Linked DNA regions of Sus scrofa: region 1 is linked to region 2. Evidence: chromatin contacts called from public HiChIP or PLAC-seq data. All regions are on one chromosome and are shown on one strand. The core of a region is the stretch at or near the end of the contact, and the rest is flanking DNA. Distances in the headings are between cores, read along the strand shown.

Region 1 (4,491 bases), core at 779-3,278, 270 kb after region 2:
GTCTCGGCAATGGGACTTAATTAAAAGTTTCTGCACAGCAAAGGAAACCCATCATGGCCAGTGATTAACAATCTGACTAAGAACCATGAGGTTGCAGGTTCAATCCCTGGCCTTGTTCAGTGGGTGGAGGATCTGTCATTGACATGAGCTGTGGTGTAGGTTGCAGATGCAGCTTGGATCCAGTGTTGTTGTGCGCTAGCATAGGCCAGTGGCTACTGCTCCGATTAGACCCCTAGCCTGGGAATCTCCATATGCCGAGGGAGTGGCCCTAGAAGAGGCAAAAAAAAAAAAAAAAAAAAAAAAGCTGTGTGGTTTTTTGAGGCAGGTCTCTTGGTCCCTGAGACCTTGAGTCCCCCGGCTCCCACCTTTGATTAAGATAAGTGTCTCTGTGTTTTATTTTATGTTAACTTTTTTCTTAAGTTCCACAGCACCAGTTCTTCAGCCCTCACCGGCCTACAGAGAACAATGGAAGCACCGAGCAACCAAACCAGGATAAGGACAGGGAAAAGCTTTCTGGGGGAAATGGCAGCTAATCTGAGATGCAAAGGATGAGAAGAAAATATCAAGGCCTAAAGGAGGCCAGAGATCACAGTCAGAAAGAACACATGCAGAAGTCTGCGAGTAATGAAAAGCCTGGTGCTTAAGAAGTGAGAAGAGAACATTCAGAGACATGGTGACAAAGACCACCAGGTCGGATCCAGGGGGATCAGGACCCCACGTTAATGAGCCTGGAATTTTCCTGAAGGCAAGAGGGGGTCACTGGAGAGAGCCAAGTGTGGAGTGGACAAGATTAGATTCAAAGTTCAGGAAGACCCCTCTGGCTCCAAGGTAGAGAGTTTTTCTTTTTTCTTTTCTTTTTTTTTTTAACAGCCTCTCTTGCAGCATATGGAAGTTCCCAGGCTAGGGGTTGAATTGCAGCTGCCGCTGAGGCCTATGCTGCAGTTGCCACAAGGCCGGATCCTTAACACACTGAGCAAGTCCAGGGGTCTAACCAGCATCCTCATGGATGCTAGATCAGGTTCTTAACCTGCTGAGCCACAACGGGATCTCTCAATGTAGAGAATGGATTGAAGGGGGTCATGCCTGGTTGAGGGAGCCTGTTTAGGGGGTTTCTGCAGTGAGTTTGGTGAAACAGGCAAAGAAATAGCCAAGGTCATGTTGTATTTGTAGTTTGGGACTTGTGCTTTTTTTACTAAATAGCCTGCAATTTAGTATTTTCCCATTTCATTAAAGAATGTCTTGGTAATAATTTTTAATGCCTGTATGGTATTGCACTGTGTGGGTATTCCATGTCTTTCTTTAACTACTTCCCTATTTTTATTTTTTTTATTTTTTATTTTTTTTATTTTTTTTTATTTTTTTTGTCTTTTGTTGTTGTTGTTATTGTTGTTGTTGTTGTTGTTGCTATTTTCTTGGGCCGCTCCCGCGGCATATGGAGGTTCCCAGGCTAGGGGTTGAATCGGAGCTGTAGCCACCGGCCTACGCCAGAGCCACAGCAACGCGGGATCCGAGCCGCGTCTGCAACCTACACCACAGCTCACGGCAACGCCGGATCATCAACCCACTGAGCAGGGGCAGGGACTGAACCCGAAACCTCATGGTTCCTAGTCGGATTCGTTAACCACTGCGCCACGACGGGAACTCCCCTACTTCCCTATTTTTAAAAGTTATTTCTAGGTTTCTGTCATTTAAAACAAGGAGGGTGCATATTTTGGTGTAAGAGTTTTATCCAAATTTTATGAGTATTTTCATAAATGTTAAGATTTTTACTAATCTCTTACAGCAGATGGCGGAAGAGATGTAAGAGAAAAGATTATAATCCAGATACACAAGGCAATGTTACCAAGGAGGGTGTGTATGTGTGTATATGTGTGTGTGTGAATATAAACAGTTTTACTTTATCCTAAGGGACCATTCTGGATTGCAGATCTTCCAAAGAAGACATAATCTAACAGGTACATACTCTAAGTGCAACAAGGAGGGCTGTGGGTTTAAACTCCACAGTATGTTGCTTTATGCCAGCAAAAGGTCAAGTGCTACAGATCAAAGCTAAAAATAAAGTGTAGCACTGGGAAAATTCAGGATGTTCAAGGGGAAGTGAGTCAGAACAATTTAGCACTTCTGTATTTTCCCATGCACTGTGGTAACCTCAGCCATGAAAGTCTCTGTACTGAAAATACTGATAATTTTAGTAACAACAGAGAGTAGTTTCATTGCTGTAACACCTTTGTTACTAACGGCCAACTCTTTGTTTTGTTTTGTCTTATGGATTGCACCCTCAGCATGTGGAAGTTAGAAGTTCCCAGGCCAGGGACTGAATCAGAGCCACAGCTACAACCTAAGCTGTAGCTGCAGCAATGCCAGATCCTTTAACCCACTGTGCTGGGCTGGGGATCGAACCTGCACCTCCGCAGCCACCCAAGCTCCTGCAGTCAGATTCTTAACCTACTGCACTGCAGCAGAAACTCGAAGGCCAGCTTCTTATGGGCCACTGTGGACCAGGCTGCCCCTTGCCATAATTCACTGTCTCCAGGAAGCCAAGGAGTTGAGTCTCACTGAAAGTTTATCAATGTTCTGGTAGGACTCAGTGGATTAGAAGAATGGCAATAACAATACAGAGGGTCCATAGAGCATGTGCATGGGCTTCATCACTAAGATCCAAATAACTAATGCCAGTTGGACTATTTAAAAGGTTGCATCTCTACAGGAAATCATCAAAATATTCTTTCTTCATTGTTTATATATTTTTTAAATTTTTATTATTTAATTAAAAAATTTTTTTTGTCTTTTGTAGGGCCTCACCTGCAGCATATGGAAGTTCCCAAGGTAGGGGTTGAATTGGAGCTACAGTTGCTGGCCTATACCACAGGCATAGCAAGGCTGAATCTGAGCCTTGTCTGCAACCTTCACTACAGCTCAGGGCAAGGCCGGGTCCTTAACCCACTGAGAAGGCCAGAGAGCGAACCCACGATCTCGTGGATGCAAATTGAGTTCGTGACCACTGAGCCACAATGGGAACTCCAAGATATTCCTTCTTTAGATGTAAGTCAAACTGAAAAATCTACTTTTCCAACCTCCAAGAGAGATCACACATTGCTGATTTACAACGTTTCCACAGAAATCATAGGTTTGCGTTTAAAGTTGTTTTCTTCCTGTTACGAGTCATGGAGAGAATGGTGAGGAACAATTCGGGAAGTGTGTCAGCATATTTTTTTTAAGATCTACTATGTACACATAAGACAATAATTCTATAAAGTCATAGTGACTATCTTCTTGGGGCTTACGTTATAACTGGAGAATTAAAACTCCATGCTAAGTCATTTGCACAATGTAACAATTACATACAAGGTGCTACAATATTCCAAAAGAAGGAAGGCTCATTTCCTGCTAAAACATTCAGGAAAAGGAGGGTAATGGAGTTTTTTGTTTTTTTGTTTTTTTTAAGGAAAGGTTATTTCTTTCTAATTAGAACCTGTACATTTAAGATTATTTTAAAATTTTATAAAACTTGCATTTATAAAATGATGAAAGAGGAGTTCCTGTTGTGGCACAGCGGAAACAAATCTGACTAGTATCCATGAGGATGGGGGTTCGATCCCTGGACTTGCTTAGTGGGTTGGGGATCCCTCATTGCCTTGAGCTGTGGTATAGGTCAAAGATTCGCCTCTGATCCTGAGTTGCTGCAGCTGTGGTGTAGGCCAGTAGTTGTAGCTCCAATTTGACCCCTAGCCTGGGAATTTCCATATGCTGCAGATGCAGCTCTAAAAAGCAATCAATCAATCAATAAAAGAATATGTATATATACATAAATGCTTAACGGTTGGATCAAGTATACTTTCTAATTGATAATTTAATCTGTAGATTCATTCTCAATCTTCATTTAACTCAACTGATTCATATCTTTGGCAGAAAACTAAAAACCAAAGCAAATTAGGTTGATTTTGTATATTGTTTACTGTGTCCCCAACTTGCCTAGATTTACTGCAATTTCTAAAAATCAGGGAAATGCTTTTCGGAGACTCACAGTAAAAGAAGAAAGCAGAGTGCCTTGATAAGACACAAATTGGATAATCAATATGGGGGATTATTTATGTGAATAACAATTATATACCTTATAAATCTTGAAATTAATAAAAACAACTTAAAAGAATTTAACAGAACTTTAAGAAGTTAATGAAAACAACTTAGAAGAAAATAAGAATTCTAATCAGGCTAAGCCTATAGAACCTACTGGCCTATTTGTCTTCAAGTTGATTTAAAAATGTAATTCAAATGGTAAGTATCTACCAAATGCCAATTATGTGTTCCCCTGTGGGGCCACAAAGATCAGAAAGACAAGGGCTCTAGGAGTTCCCGTCATGGCTCGGTGGTAACGAATCGGACTAGGAACCATGAGGTTCGGGTTCGATCCCTGGCCTTGCTCAGTGGGTTGAGGATCTGGCATTGCTATGAGCTGTGGTGTAGGTTGCAGACACGGCTCAGATCCCGAGT
Region 2 (4,266 bases), core at 984-3,483:
CTGAAAGGGCTGCTACAGAAATAGGTACATGGTGCTGGGGAAAGGGGGATCGCCTCACTCGGAGGTGGGGGATGAAAACGACAGACCAGGAAGATTTTATTAAAAAGGCGAGATGTCACATGACTTCTACAAAATCAGTGGCTATCAGGCACCCTGGACGGGGATGGGAAAGAAGAAGCTTTGTAATCAGAGACAAAAAGGCACAAGGAGCCATGGGGCAGAGAGAGCACAGGCACCGAGGCTCTGTCAGAGCTCAGTGTGACTTGGGGGTGAGCACAGAGCCAGGAAGTTGCAGGGCTGGAAGGCAGGTGCTGGTACCCGGCCTTGTGCCTCTGTCAGGGACACAGGGCAGTCCCCAGTGTCTCTGAGAGGACACTGCTCCCACGGAGGTCAGTGTCTATTTCTCAAAATGTGGGTCAAGCAAGTTTAAGAAAATGTTGGATCAGGCCCAATTAAAAAGGTCTCTTCATTGCAGGAAACGTCCGCGTCTGTACTGAGCTAATGGACATGTGTCTCCACGAAACATGCATCTGACCGCAGAAGCCCCTCTGTCTGGGAAACCCAGAGGCCGTGTGCTCAGACTCATGGAAGTTACAGAGGAGACAGGGGACCAGCAGCCAGGCTGAGTGGGTGGGAAGGAGCGCAAATACAGCTTTCTGAAGAAAGACCCTCTTTCTGAATGGGAGACATTAAGTGTTAGTCACACAAATTCAGCCAGATGCTTACTGGACACCCGTATGCCCCTCTGGAAACCTTCGTATAACGTTCTGACATCATCATAGAAATACGCCAAGGGCTCATCACTGTCAAGGATCGCGGATCTCCGGGCGCCATCACTGCCCTAGGGAAAGACAGACAGATGGCATGTTAGAAGAGAGAATCAAATATAAAAAGTCAACCTAAAAAAAAAGTCCACCTAACATGAGGAACTGTCACAACCTCACTTAATTGTAAGGTGTACTCTGTAATTTCAAGAAAAGAGTGAATGAAATGAGGGTAAGGGAGACCGAGCAACAAGATATGTGCTTTGACATCTGTTTATGAAATGATCACATGTGCCCATAAAGAATCATCATTTTGGGGGAGGGGGTGCCCATGGCAGGTGGAAGTTCCCTGGCCAGGGACTGAACCCATGCCATTGCAGTGACCTGAACCACAGTGGTGATAACCCACAGATCCTTAACCCGCTGAGCCACCAGGGAACTGCAAGAATCACCACCTTCGATGTGCACGTGTGTTATCATTCTTCTCAAATGAAAGTGCGATCCATACACACTGGATGTTAGCAACCTTAGTTACCTACAGAGATGAGGGCTTGCATGCCAAGCACTGGGAAGTGTGTCTAGAACAATGAGAGTGCAAACGTTTGTGTGTGTGACAAAAACTGAGCCATTTCAAAGGCAGGGCATTTAACTACTGGGTTATTCAAGCACATGTAGCTATTTCTAGGAACACTTACTTGAAAGAAAATATATATATATCTTTTTTTGTCTTTTCTAGGGCCTCACCCACGGCATACAGAGGTTCTCAGGCTAGGGGTCAAATCAGAGCTGTAGCCACTGGCCTATACCACAGCTACAGCAAAGCGGGATCTGAGCCGCGTCTGCAACCCACACTCCTGTTAACCACTGAGCCACAACGGGAACTCTTGAAAGAAAAAATACTTTGAAGGGGCCTTCCTGGACTTCTGACACAAGCTGCAGATGGTGTGGAGGTGGGGGTTCCAGCTGTGCTCAAGACAACAGGGAGAGATGGAGTTCCCTTTGTGGTACAGCAGACATGAATCTGACTAGTAACCATGAGGTTTCGGGTTCGATCCCTGGCCTCACTCAGTGGGCTAAGGATCTGGTGTTGCTGTGAGCTGTGGTGTAGGTCGCAGATGCAGGTTGGATCCTGCATTGCTGTGGCTGTGGTGTAGGCCGGCAGCTGTAGCTCTGATTCAGCCCCTAGGCTGGGAACCTCTATATGCTGCGAGTGTGGCCCTAAAAAGCAAAAAAAGAAAGAAAAAAAAAAAAAGAAAACAGGGAGCGCTATACAAGACATGCTCAGTGGATTGCGCAGGAAACAGACAATAAGATTGAGTCAGGGAGGATTACAGGCCTTTTATTTCCTCTTTAAGGTGGTTATACAGTTTTCCCAGTTTAAGAAAAATAAAAGATCATGAGTCAGTGTGTAGTGACCACATTACGGTCACATCAGAGGTCATGAGTATACTCGGCAACAGCCATACAAGCTGAGGATCCTCTGGAGGTCAGGCTCCCCGGGCAGGGCTGAGTTAGGAAATAAATGGTCAAGTGCCCCTGGGGGGTAGTCAGGACAGGAAGATAGTGAGCATCTGCAATAGCCCAAGACCAGAACTCTTGCCAATATTTGAGAAAAAGGAACACTTGATGGGGAGAGTCCATTTGCATCACTCCCAAGTTTAAAGGCAAAAGCAAATAACTTCATCCCTGAGGATTTTGTGGCGATAGAAAGGCCCAAGCTTTGTAAATTGTGGGCTCGTTCATCTCCATCTAGAAAATGGATTATCTACAGACTCTAAGAGTCAACTACCCCTTGTGTTACTACTGTTTATTCCTTCTAAGGAGAGGGGCTGGGGGGTGGAGGTGGGGCAGGGAGGGAAGGAAGTAGCAGGGAGGGAGGGATGGAGGGGAAGGAAGAGAGAAGGGGAAGGAAGAGACAGCACACAGAGGGAGGGGGAAGGACCGAGTAACTTCTAAAGACTGCTGAAGACTTGGCTGGATTTCAATGTCTAATCCATCTCCCGGGACAAAAGCAGCAAGTAGAACCACTGTCTGGTAAAAACGACCTTTTTTTTGGCTCTTTCCAAAATACACTCCTCCCAGTACTCAGATCTTACCTGCCTCTTACATGCCCAGACCACCATCACCTGCCGCCTTTTATCAACAGGCACAGAGTGACGTTTCCATACCGGGATCTAGAGGCTTTCTGGACATCAGTTCTCCTATGCAGCAACACGGGGTCACTGACAGAGCAAACTCGGCCTTTATTAAAGACCGGCCAATAGGTGATGCTCCTCACCACATTTTAAAAATGATGAATAGGACATTTTAAGAGCACTCCCCCATTATTATACTGACATAAATGTCACAGGGGGACCCTCAGGTTCACTGCTCACGCTCACCACTTAACCAGCCAACTTCCCAAGATCCGTTATGCCCAGTGAGTGAGGAAGGGGAGGCAGCACCAGTTAGATCGGTGCTGGGTGTTGTCATCTGAGTGCAGGAGGTAGAAGGAGTGAGCAAGGGGCCCACAGTCCAGCCACTTCGCAGATGAGAAGAGACAGTGGGGAGGCCTTCCTGACTCGATCCCAGGTCCTAACGTGGAACGAGCTTCAAACCTGCCACGTGGGGCATCTGGGTTCAGATTCAGCCTACACTCTGTTCACCTCCGTCTTAGAGCAGACAGGCCCAGACCACTGGGGGCCTACTGGGGTCTGGTTCTGCACCCCCAGGAGGCTTTTCCCACCAGCCCCCAACAAGCTCTTCAGTTTCCAGCTGCCTGAGCTCCGCCGCCCCGATGGGAGGACCTGCCTAAGGGGTGCTGGGTAAACCGCCAAACACACATCAGTGTGGTCTCCAGGGACAGTCAGCTACCCGCACGAGGGAGAAGAGCTCCCCAACCTCCACAGAGAGGGCGCACAGAGCCACGGAACCCAAATCCCACAAATGCACACAGTTCCAGCAAAACGGACCTCCTGCAGCCATCTCTGTGTGGCTGCTGCTTAGAATGAGCCAGAAGGAACCATGTCTGTTTCTCATCCTCAGTTGGCTTTTTATTTTTTATTTTACTTTTTTGTCTTTTTAGGGCCGCACCTGCAGCATGTGGAGGTTCCCAGGCTAAGGGTCCAGTCAAAGCTGCAGCTGCCAGCCTACGCCACAGCCACAGCCACAGCCAGATCTGAGCCACATCCACGACCCACACTGCAGCTATGGCAATGCCAGATCCTTTAATCCACTGAGCAAGGTCAGGGATCAAACCCACATCCTCATGGATACCAGTTGGGTTCTTAATCCACTGAGCCACAATGGGAACTCCTCAGTCGGCTGTTTAGACATTGGTGTGCAGGAAAGTTTTCTCTCCAGAGGCTCAGAAGGCCCACACCTGCCACCTTTAATTCAAGGAGAGGACCCTGCTCGGGGGAGGCTATTTTTAAACTTCACTAAACACGGCAGCACACGTTTCTGTCATGTATGCATCCACGTGTCCCTGCTTTATGACACCCGAGAGCAACATTTGGACAAA

The links. HiChIP or PLAC-seq counts read pairs in DNA pulled down with a chosen protein or histone mark.
Region 1: an H3K27ac HiChIP or PLAC-seq map of skeletal muscle shows a contact between it and region 2. The contact joins two enhancer-like sites. A contact is called at or near these places in 1 of 47 Hi-C or Micro-C datasets (epiblast stem cells) and 1 of 2 datasets of contacts at active chromatin or transcription factors (skeletal muscle).

The regions. Positions count from the first base shown.
Region 1 is chr15:46,172,328-46,176,818 of Sscrofa11.1, forward strand. No RefSeq gene overlaps it. Among named protein-coding and RNA genes, the nearest start is that of SLC25A4, 19 kb to the right of the region's middle. Within about 2 kb of position 2,029, at least 10 of the 83 cell types and tissues checked have an H3K27ac peak or open chromatin away from gene starts, as enhancers often do. A contact at or near this core is called in skeletal muscle, where this site is marked.
Region 2 is chr15:45,902,483-45,906,748 of Sscrofa11.1, forward strand. It overlaps ACSL1 (acyl-CoA synthetase long-chain family member 1), which reads right to left. Exons shown (of 21, transcript NM_001167629.2): 3 at 727-841. Among named protein-coding and RNA genes, the nearest start is that of ACSL1, 28 kb to the right of the region's middle. Within about 2 kb of position 2,234, at least 14 of the 83 cell types and tissues checked have an H3K27ac peak or open chromatin away from gene starts, as enhancers often do. A contact at or near this core is called in skeletal muscle, where this site is marked.